Regions from separate parts of the Mus musculus genome. Here region 1 is linked to region 2. The links are chromatin contacts, called in public promoter capture Hi-C maps. All regions are on one chromosome and are shown on one strand. Each heading gives the region's core, a stretch centred on a gene start, on an enhancer-like site or on the middle of the called end of the contact. The rest is flanking DNA. Distances are from core to core; before and after follow the strand shown. Region 1 holds the start of Tmem192 (transmembrane protein 192). Region 2 holds the start of Sgo2b (shugoshin 2B).

Region 1 (5,543 bases), core at 2,220-4,719, 1.0 Mb before region 2:
AGAGATCTGCCTGCCTCTGCCTTCAGGAGACACCTGGCTTGAGCCATTATTATATTATTATTAATAATTTTTTTTAGATAACCCTGCTGATCTAGAACTCACTAGGAAGACCAGACTTGCTTTGAACTCACACAGACCCACACCTTTCTGCCTCCCAAGGGCTGGGATTAAATAAGGAGGCCACTAAGTCTGACCTCTATATCAACACTCCCACCCCTGCTTTTGGAGCTAGAGTCTCAAAATGTGGGCCAGACTAGTCTTGAGCACACGATCTTCCCACCTTCTTCTCCTAGGGGCTGGGATATGTTTGTTTATTCTACTAATTGGTTATTTTGTGCCCCTGGGAGCTGAGCCTTAGAGCAGTGCTCTGTCACTGAGATACACACCAGAGGCTATGAACTCTGTTACTCTCCTGGTCGTTACATGATCACTGATCTCTACCATCCTTCCCACTCTGTCTGAACCCAGGTTCTCCCCATTTTCTTGGTCTTCTGCTAGAACCTTTCAGTATCCTGACCTCAGGAGTCTTCCGATGCTCTGAAGAAGTCTACAATACCCCTCAGGTTAACCCTCACAAAACCTGTGAGTACTTCCCCATTACCCTCAGGGCAGAACCCAAATGCTTCACCAGGCTCGCTGCACCCTGGAACTGCTCTCAGGAAACTCCTTCCATCTCTACACCATGCCTACTTGTCTCCCCACCTACAATGCCTATCACAGCAAACGCCACCGTCTCCTTCACTCATTTCTCCACTAGTAAAAGGGCAAGTTTCAGCTCTACAAAGTTCAGCTAGAAGTTTCATTCTCTCTTTGCTATTTCTATGTTCTTCCTTCCTTCCTTCCTTCCTTCCTTCCTTCCTTCCTTCCTCTCTCTCTCTCTCTTTCTTTCTTTTTCCCCAAGACAAGGTGTCTCTGTCACCCTGGCTACTGTAGAACTCACTAAGTAGACCAGGCTAGTCTCCAACTCAGAGATCCACTTGCCTCTAGTTCCTGAGTGCCGAGATTAAAGAGTGAGCCACCACTGCCTGGCTTGAATCATTTTCAATCAATTCATCAATCAACTTTTCTATCTTCTTACAAGTCTCCCCCCACCCCACACCTAGGACCTCATGTGTGTTACACAACTGCTCTAACACTGAACTACATCCCCAGAACCTCAAATCATTCCTTCACTTCCTCTATTTTGGTCTGTAACTCCCTAAGGCCAAGGGTGACCTTGAATTTAAGATTCCCTCCCCTTACTTCCTCAGTGCTGGGACCACAGGTGTGTGCTACCATGCCTGGTTTATGTGGTGCTAAAGACTGAGCTCAGGGTTGTGTGGATGCTAAACGAGCAAGAACTCTACCACGTTCGCCCAACCCATTGCCATGACTTATGATCGAGTGAGTTACTACCAAAGAACTCAGCTATTGTTTTGACCTCAATACTGTCTCTTCATTTTCTTCCCCCAGTAACTGCTTCCTTTGGGGACTTGATGTCTATGCTGTATTAAGCCTTACTGGGACCCAGGTATAGTGGCATGTGCTGTTTATAATCCCAGCATGTAGGAGGCTTCAGGAGGAGGATTACTGTAAGCCAGGGGCTAGCCTGAGTTACCTAGTATGAGCCTGTAAAAAAAAAAACAAAAAAACAAAAAACAAAAATCCATGTGGGAATATCTTTAAATATTTCCCCTCTCCCTCTCTTGGTCTGATGGTAGTCATACAACAAAAGGCCGTTTGTAGACGACAGATCTCAGGTAAGGAAACAGCAGCATATTCAAGTTGGGGTACATTCTGTGAAGGTGTGTCTCTGTGTTTCCAATTGCTAATTCTGGACCAGCAGAGAGCTAAATGCTGGCAGAATCCTGGTCTTGCCATTTCTACAGCCCATTACTGGGTTTCTATTTTGTAAATATTCATTCTCCCCATCTGATCTAGAATCGTATCTGATTGGCTGTAATAAGGAGAGGAGAGACAAGAGCTAGGCAGGAAGTGGAGGGTGGCTTTTCCAGGAGAGAAAGGGATTCTGGGAGAAGAAATCAGAGGTGAGGGATTCAGCCAGCAGACAAGGGGGTAAACAGGACCAGAGCTGAGCAGAGAGGTAGAGGTGGCCATATGGCATGACATAGTGCCAGGATTAGTCTGGTTAGGGCAGCTACAAGACTGCCCTCCATGAGAGGCCTAAGTATTAAGTTTCCAAGTAGTAGTTGCTTTCCCATTTTCTCAGTTGAAAAATAACTAGATTAGTCCTGCTGTTAGAAACATATTTCATCAAGAAAATGTAACTAGCTACATCATCCTAGCATTAAAATGGGTTGAGTCAGGGAAGATAGGCAAATCTGAGGCCAGGTTAGGCTATATAATGAGTACCAGGCCAGCTAGGGCTACATAGCAAGTCTTAAATAAACAAATAAATAAATAAATGACTGCAGGACCCAAACACACAAGAATCTAAGCCCTTACAGTTCTGGAACCTTGCTATTATTAATTATTATTATTATTATCATTATTATTATTATTATTTTGATGTACTTTTATACTAAGACCATGATAATGTTTTTATTAGTTATTAGCTCAGGTCACTGTGCTAAGATAATGTCAGCCTTGCATTTCTCAAGGGCAGGAATTGTATTATGCCACTGGACAAAACAGTTTGTTCTGGAAACAAACGCATGTTTCCTCCCAAAGTGTTTCCCCCGCCCCACACCCAATTTCAAATAAATCAGTGTCTTAATGAGCTTGCAAACTCAAGATTTTTGCAACTGTATTATTCTATAATGGCTACATCATGAACTGGGCAACCGAATACTTTTTTTTTTTAAAGCAACCAAGCACTGTTCCTATCATGCCTACATTCAAAACAGCACATGATAACTGTTATGCGCCAATCTGCGTTTCCGGGAGATGAGAGCTACAAGTCCGCCCGAGGGATGCTGGAGGTTAGAGTCACTCCAAGTTCCGGGTGCTCTCCGACCAACGCAGGAGGGCCCACAGAAGCCGGGTCACCCGGGCTTGCAAGCCCGCCTGTCAGTCTCTCCCAGGAAGGACAGATCAAGCCAGCTCGCATCACGTGAAGCTCCCATTTCCGGAACCAAAGACGCGCACTGCACGTGAGCCGCCGAGTGAAGGGTCCCGCACGCCCACCCTGCCGTGTCCCTCCGATCGTTCAGGAAGACGTTCCCGGGGTCCGCGGTCCCCGCCCGTCGCGTCACCCCGCACCCTGCGTCCCCGATGGTCGAGCCGCTGCGGCTCTGGTTAGCTCCTAGCCCGCAGTCTCCGCCCCCTGAGCCCAGCACAGGAAGCCGAATGGCGGGGACAGGGCTCGGCGCCTCACTCACGTCCTCCAGCCGGCCGGCCGCCGCCATGACCCGCCGTCGCGGGCCGATGCCCCGCCAGCCTGACCTCTCCACCAGCGCCCGGGCGCCGACGGCCCGGGACAGTCGCACCTACTAGGACCTGCGCGCCCCGCCTCGGACACACCCACTCTGCGCTCGCCCCGCCCCGGCCGCCGAAGGCCACGCCCCTCCACCTAGATCAGCCGATCAGCAGCCAGGGGCGTGGCCCCCCCTGCAGACTCCAGCTTTGAGCTGCAGTGTAGCCCAGGCGGTTGTTTTGGGGTTTCCCCTAAACTGTTGCTTCATCCATTTATCAGAGATTTGGAAATTAAAGGATGAATTTCTCGAGCAACCATTTAAACCAAGTAAACTACTTCTCTTTAGAATATTAACTTATTTCTGTTGGCGCAATTTTTGTTTGCAACAATATAGATAGCTCTGTTTGGAAAAAGACGCAGTAAAAATCGCAATTCCACCTGTAGAGGGACTTAATTAGAATAGATTCCAATTTCTATAACACGATTTACAGATGTCTCCACAGGAAATTTCTGTAGTTTTTTTTTTTTTTTAAGGTATTCTGTTTCTGTTTTCCCCTTCCCCATCTCTTCTTTTTCTGTCCTTTGATTATTTTTGGTTTCAGTTTTGTTTTTATGAGACAGGGTTTCTCTACATAGCGCTACGTGTTCCGGAACTCACTATGTAGACCAGACTGAACCCTCGGAGATTCGCCTGTCTTTGTTGCCTAGTGGAATGCTCGGATGAGCCGCCACACTTGACCCAAGATTAAGTCAGTTCTTCCACTATGTGAATCCTGGACTTGACAGCAAAAGCCATTCATTGCCCAGTCCTCATTTTTGTAAAAATTAAAACAAAGTCTCAAGTAGCTCACACTGACCTAGAAATTGATGTGCACTGAAACGGGCCTTCAGTTCCTGATCCACTTGCCTTCACACAGTGAAATCTGGCATCGCTAGTGTGCATCATCGCAACGGATGAGTTGTTTTGTTTTATATACAAAGTATTTTTAAAATGCTTTTATTTTATGCATTTCAGTGTTTTATTTGCATGTGTGGCTATGCACTGTGTGTGTGCCTATTGCCCAGGGAGGCCAGATGAGACACTGGAGTTAGACAGTGGTTCTGGGAATCAAACCCAGGTTTTTTTTGGAAGAGTGGTTAGTGCATTTAAGCACTGAGCCATCTCTGCAGGCCAAGTTTTAAACACACACACACACACACACACACACACACACACACACACACAGAATCCAACTGGGGAAGTGGGTGTGGTGGCACACACCTGTAGTCCCAGGTCTTAGAGGAGACAAGAGAATCGTGATATCAAAGCCAGGCTTTGCTTTATAGTGCGTTAGAGGCAAGCCTGGGTTACACGAGATATCTCATGAAGAATGAAGAGAGATTTGAGGAAGAGTCCTCAAGGTCTGTGGTTGAAGAGGAATTGGAAGGCAAAGATGTCATCAACGCCGAGCAGACTGGGCCCCAAGGACAGTGACTAGACTTGTCCATTGGAAAGAATGCCTGTCCTCGTGTCCTGGAACAGCTAGCTGAATCATGTTGGCTCCTTCCTCTCTACAACCAGCTTCTCCACAGACCCTGGGAAGGAACAGCCCTGAAATCCTCAAAGGACATTTCCTTATGTACTGCACACTTTTAACTGGCCTTTACTCTTTTAAATGAGCATTTACTGGCGTCTGTTAATTATATGTAATAACAGGTTTCATTATGGCATTCTCATACGTGTGTGTATAAGGTATTTTAGTTATATACAGCGCCCGTTGCCTTCTCTTGCCCCCTCCCACTCATTCCCTTTCTTTTCCCAGCTAGTCCCCTTTCTGATTGCAAGGCAGCAATGTGAAATGTGTGTGTGCATGCTTGAGCATGTGCCTGTTTGTGTGTGATGTAATGAGTGTAAGATTACATACTTACAGGATCATGTGTCACTTAACAATCCCTCCCTCTCTCTCACTCTCCTCTCCCTCTCCCCCCTCCCCCTCTTTCCCTCTCCCTCTCCCTCCCTCTCCCCCTCCCCTCTTTCCCTCTCCCTCTCCCTCTACCCCTCCCCCTCCCCCTCCCCCCTCTCCCTCCTTGATTAATTCTTTATTAAGAATATAGAAAGTCAGGCCATTGAGTGGCTTAGCAGGTAAAGGTGCTTACTCTGAAAGCCTGACCTGATGACTTTCGTTCAATCCCCTAAACCCATGAAAAG
Region 2 (5,967 bases), core at 1,352-3,851:
TGGGTACTGATGGTAACCAACCAGGTGCTGATGGCACCTACTATCCACCTCTGCTGACAGCAGCAGGCAATTTAACTATGTCTTACCCTCCATAACTGTACACTCCCTGTCCAAGGGGTTTGCAAGACCCAGTTAAGAGTCCTATCTGTGTCCACTTACCTTCTTCAAAGTCCCTGTTCCAAGGCGCCAATTTAGAATGTCAGGAGCCTTCATGCCCAGAGAGGGTAGTGGTGGGGTCACAGACTAGGATTCTCGTGATGGCTTTAAAGTCTGAGGGTTTCTAGCTCTCTATTTGTATTAAATGCTGATAACTTCTAAAAAGTCCTAGAAACTTTCTTGAGCTTTCTGAGGGTAAAACACTACAGGTTCAGGTTAACACCTGTAGCATAATGGGAGGATTAAGCAATACAGCCTTTGTTCTATGTCAGCAGGAACTGCTGGGCTCTAACTTTCAGCCTGCTAGTTGAAAGAAAAAGGGACATATAGAGAAGTTATTATAGCATTTATTACTAAGTTCTAAAATGTTTCCCATGAATGCTATCTAAGGGGAAAAGTGGAAAGATCCTAAGTGGGGAAAGAGAAAAAGATTCTCCTCTTTCTTCTTTGTCTTCAGTACTTATTTTGTTTTTTGTTTGTTTGTTTTTTCGAGACAGGGTTTCTCTGTATAGTCCTGGCTGTCCTGGAACTCACTTTGTAGACTAGGCTGGCCTCAAACTCAGAAATCCACCTGTCTCTGACTCCCAAATGCTGGGTTTAAAGGCGTGAGCCACCACTGCCCGGCATCTTCAGTACTTATATAGCTTTCGGAATACATGATCACATGTTGCAAAGTTCATCACAAGTTCACACATAAAAAATCAAATCACAAATTGAATTAGAAGTTTACAACAGATAATGTTTACATGCATATCCATTAGGAGTGATTATCTGGCTAAACACCCATCACCTGTCTCAGATTCACAAGTTCATTGAAGGTTTAAAACCATAACTAAGTTATTAGTGAAGTTTTGTATAGATAAACCCAGTTGATATTTTATCTTCTGACTTGCACCTATAATAAATTGTTAGTTACCTTTTTATAACCTTTGGTTAATTGTTTTACAACCTCTTGGAATGTACTCTGAGTAGGAGAAAATCTGGTTATCATCTAAGAGTAATTAAGTGGTGACACTTGGGAGACTGGCAGAGTTCTCATTGCACCTGTGACTATCAGAAAAGGACCTAATAGCAGTTCCATTATAAAAGAGCTTAATAATCACAGATATAATTTTAGGAATTCTTATAGGATCATTATTAAGACTTAAGTCATTTATTTTTCTACGTAGCATCACTATAAGCTAGTACATCTTAGTGAATCTGCAGAGATCTGCTCCAAAGGGCTGTGCTATTACTTACTGATTATTATGTATGTTTAATAATAACAGGAAAACATATTAATAGCAGGACTCTTTCCTAAAATGAGTCCCTTACAGCCTTGCTTAATAAGGGCTCACCTGTTGCAGATTATATAATAATCTGAAGCAGGCCATTTCAGGATGATCACCTGCTAGTATTTAGCTTGTCTCATTATGGCTTCTGACATCTCTTCCCTTTGAAATATAAATGAAGCGTATATATTTCCCTTAGAGCAGTCCTGATAGAAGACCCTAAGTGCTTGAAGATGGCTGGAAGAAGAAACAGAAGGAAAATAACTAATCCTATAATAATTCCCAAATTTAAAAGAGAATTCCATAAAGAAAAAAGTTTAATTTGTGTGTGTGTGTGTGTGCTTAAGAGAACTATAAAGCAAAATTGGACATCCAAATGTCAATGGTTCTTAAGGGCTAATCTTTGTAATTTTCTGGTCTTGTACGACTTTAACAAAAATCACTGTTTCTGCTTTTGTAAACAAAAGCTTGCTTTGTAGGAGTAACAAATGCTCATAACCTCTAAACTCCCTATTTGTATCTGTTTATTTATCTATTTATTTATATATTTTGGTTTTTCAAGACAGGGTTTCTCTGTATAGCCCTGGCTGTCCTGGAACTCACTCTGTAGACCAGGCTGGCTTCGAACTCAGAAATATGACTGCCTCTGCCTCCCAAGTGTGCCACCACTGCCTGGCTTCTATTTGTATTTTTAACATAATGGATTAGAGCAGTTTTTAAAAATCCTTTCTCAAAATTATATATATATATATATATATAATAAATATATACACACACACACACACACACATACATACATCACGATTGGAGGGCAAGGGTGCAGAAACCAGATTCAGACAAGTAATCTCACAGTGAGCAACACAAAGTCCTGAGAAGGTCTTGAGATGCCTGTCAACCCTTAGGGTGTCAGACTTATCCATGGCGTCGCCTTTTCTGTTAGAGCTGGTGGAGATGGCTATCACAGGTTCAGAGAGGCACTGAGAACCTTCTCCGGCAGCGGCAGCGGCAGCGGGTAGCATCCCGGCTCGGCTCAGGGAGCACCACTCAGAGCTTACAGGGCATCCCGCCTCTTACATCTTTCACCTATGTGCTGCCTTCTCTGAATCTGATTGGCTGGAGAGGCTACTGCTGTCTCCCGCTGAGTTTAAACCTGACTCCTAGGCTTCGGGAATTGTCGAGGTCCTCAGGCAAGTGTGGGCACCCACAGCTGAAGGGGTCGCCAGGCTGCGGGGATAGCGAGGCCTGCGGAGCCCGAACCCTTCTCAGCAGCTACTCCTGGCACCTCCTGCAGCGGCTTGGAGGGCCCGGACGCTGAGGCCGGACGCGGTGCTGGCTTTGGATCAGGGCGCTAACCTCTGTTCTGCCTTTGAGCTCCTAGCTGGGCAGACGGTCACAGTAGCTTTCAGGTCAGTATTGGGAGGGAAAGGGATCTAGGTCCCCGTGACCAGGTCTGAAAAGGCTGCTTGCGTGTAGATACGGATGCTATCTCCAGGCAGGGCCTCTGCCTAGCTTGTTTAGAACAGAACTAAAAGCTTGGCTCAGATCTGGGTATTGGGAGCTGACACTTAAGGAATAGAGAGGCGCTATAAGCTAGGGGATGGCATGGCGGGGGGGGGGGGGGGGTCCACGGGAGGGAGGAAAGGAGAGTTGTTCCATCAGGGTCTGTTTATTTCCCCGCCCTGGGAAGTGGGGTCAGAGGATAAGAAGAGGTCACAGCAGAAGATCTGCCACACAGCTGTGGATGAGTCTGGGGCATTTGAAGTAGGGAAATTTGAAGATCTGCAGTTAGCCTCCTTGCTTCTCTGCTCAGATTGCGAGGTGAAAACCAGCATTTAGCCTACCTACTTCCCTGCAGTTTTACGTTTTCCTTTGGGCAAAACTTCAGAAAAATTGAACTTTAATGTTGAAATGTTGGGAGGAAACTTCCTCCCTGTTGCAGAAATTCATCCCCCAAGCCATCTTCTGTCAATTGCTTGACACCTTTCTTTCCACATCTGCTTAATGCTTTCAAACATGACCATTTTAACATGGGGCAGATTGTTTTCTACTGAAAAGTCCTTTCATGTCTTCACATTTATTTACTTAATTTTACCTGTAATTCATTTTTTACACTCCATATTCTATTCCCCGCCCCTCCCCACCCTTCAACTGCTCCACATTCCACACCTCCTCCACACCCCACCCCACCCCATCTCCACGTGGATACCCCCACCCCAGCTGACCTCTAAACTCCCTGGGGCCTCCAGCCTCTTGAGGGTTAGGTGCATCATCTCTGAATGAACACAGACCTGGAAGTCCTCTACTGTATGTGTGTTGGGGGTCTCATATCAGCTGGTGTATGCTGCCTGGTTGGTGGTCCAGTGTTTGAGAGATCTCCAGGGTCCAGATTAATTGAGACTGCTGGTCCTCCTACAGGATCATCCTTCTCCTCAGCTTCTCCCAGCCTTTCCCTAATCAAACAACAGGGGGCAGCTGCTTCTGTCCATTGGTTGGGTGCAAATATCTGCTTCTGATTCTTTCAACTGCTTGGATCTTTCAGGGTGCAGTCATGATAGGTCCCTTTTTGTGAGCGATCCATAGCCTCAGTAATAGTGTCAGGTCTTGGGACCTCCCCTTGAGCTGGATCCCACTTTGGGCCTGTTGCTGGACCTTCTTTTCTGTAGGCTCCTCTCCATTTCCATCCCTGCAATTCTTTCAGACAGATACAATTATGGGTCAGAGGTATGGCTATGGGATAACAACCCCATCCCTCACTTCCTGCTGGAGGTGGACTCTATAAATTCCCTCTCCCTACTGTCAGGCATTTCATCAAAGGTCCATCCCTGTGAGTCCTGGTAGTTTCTCACCTCCCATCTGGTGCATTCCAGTCCCCCAACCTCCTATTTCCTGAGGTTGCTTGTTTCCATTCTTTCTGCTGGCCCTCAGGGCTTCAGTCCTCTTCCCTCACCCAATACCAGATCAGGTTCCCCTCTCCCCCTCCCTACTCCCCCCCCCACACACTTTCCCTCCCAAGTCCTCCCTTCCCTCCCCACTTATGATTGCTTTCTTCTCTCTCCCACGTGGGACTGAGGCACCCTCACTTGGGCACTTCAGCTTGTTGAGCCTTTTGAATTCTGTGGACTATACCTTGTGTATTCTGTATTTTCTTTTTTCTTTTCTTTTCTTTTCTTTTCTTTTTTTTTCTCTTTCTTTTCTTTCTTTCTTTCTTTCTTTCTTTCTTTCTTTCTTTCTTTCTTTTTCTAATATCCACTTATTAGTGAGTACATACCATGCATGCCCTTTTGGATGCATGTCTGAGTCACCTCACTCAGGATATTTTCTAGTTCCATCCATTTGCCTGCAAAAGTCTGGATAGCCTCCTTAATAGCTGAGTAGTATTCCATTGCGTAATTGAACCACATTTTCTGTATCCATTCTTTTGTCTTGGGACATCTATGTTGTTTCCAGCTTGTGGCTATCACAAGTAAGGCTGCTATGAACATAGTGTAACTTGTGCCCCTGTGGGATGGTGGGGCATCTTTTGGGTATATTCCCAAGAGTGGTATAGCTGGGTCTGAAGGTAGATCTATTTCCAATTTTCTCAGGAACCTCCAGATTGATTTCCAGAGTGATTGTACCAGTTTGCAATCCTATCAGCAATGGAGGAGTGTTCCTCTTTCTCCACATCCTATCCAACATGTGTTGTCACCTGAGGTTTTGATCTTAGCCATTATGACTGATGTAAGGTGGAATCTCAGGGTCATTTTGATTTGCATTTCTCTGATCAGTAAGGACTTTGAACATTTCTTTAGGTGCTTCTCAGCCATTTGAGAGATTCCTCAGTTATGAATTCTCGGTTTAGTTCTATACCCCATTTTTTTTTTGTTTAGGTTGTTTGGTTTTTTGGTGATTAACTTCTTGAGTTCTTTATGTATTTCGGATATTAGCCCTCTATTGGATGTGAGGTTAGTGAAGAGATTTTTTCCAATCTGTAGGTTGCCGATATGTCTTATTGACTATGTGCTTTGCCTTACAGAAGCTTTCCAGTTGTATGAGGTCCCATTTATCAGTTCTTGATCTTAAGAGCATGATCCATTAAAGTTCTGTTTAGGAAATTTCCCCCCTGTTCCAATGTTCAAGGCTCTTTCCCACTTTCTCTTCTATTAGATTCAGTGTATCTGGTTTTATGTTGAGGTCCTTAATCTGCTTGGACTTGAGCTTTGTGCAAGGTGACAAATATAGGTCTTTTTTCATTCTTCTACATACCGACAGCCAGTTAAGACAGCACTGTTTATTGAAGATGCATTATTTTTTCCATTGTATATTTTTGGTGTTTTTGTCAAAGATCAAGTGTGCATAAGTGTGTAGTTCTATTTTTGGGTCTTCAATTTTATTCCATTGATCAACATGTCCATCTCTGTACCAATACCATGTAGTTTTTATCACTATTGCTTTGTAGTAAAGCTTGAGTTCAGGGATGGTGATTCCCCCAGCTGTTCTTTTATTGTTAAGAATTGTTCTCATGATTCTTGCCTTTTCAGATGAATTTGAGAATTGCTCT

The links. Promoter capture Hi-C pulls out the DNA fragments that hold promoters and counts their contacts.
Region 1: a contact with region 2 is called in a promoter capture Hi-C map of embryonic stem cells, with 3 times the contacts expected there. The contact joins the promoter of Tmem192 here to the promoter of Sgo2b in region 2. A contact is called at or near these places in 1 of 39 promoter capture datasets (embryonic stem cells) and 1 of 115 datasets of contacts at active chromatin or transcription factors (embryonic stem cells).

The regions. Positions count from the first base shown.
Region 1 is chr8:64,945,111-64,950,653 of GRCm38.p6, reverse strand. Tmem192 (transmembrane protein 192) reads right to left here and starts at 3,469. Exons shown (of 6, transcript NM_028427.3): 1 at 3,321-3,469. The coding sequence starts at 3,347.
Region 2 is chr8:63,948,804-63,954,770 of GRCm38.p6, reverse strand. It overlaps Sgo2b (shugoshin 2B), which reads left to right and starts at 2,601. Exons shown (of 8, transcript NM_001195687.1): 1 at 2,601-2,833.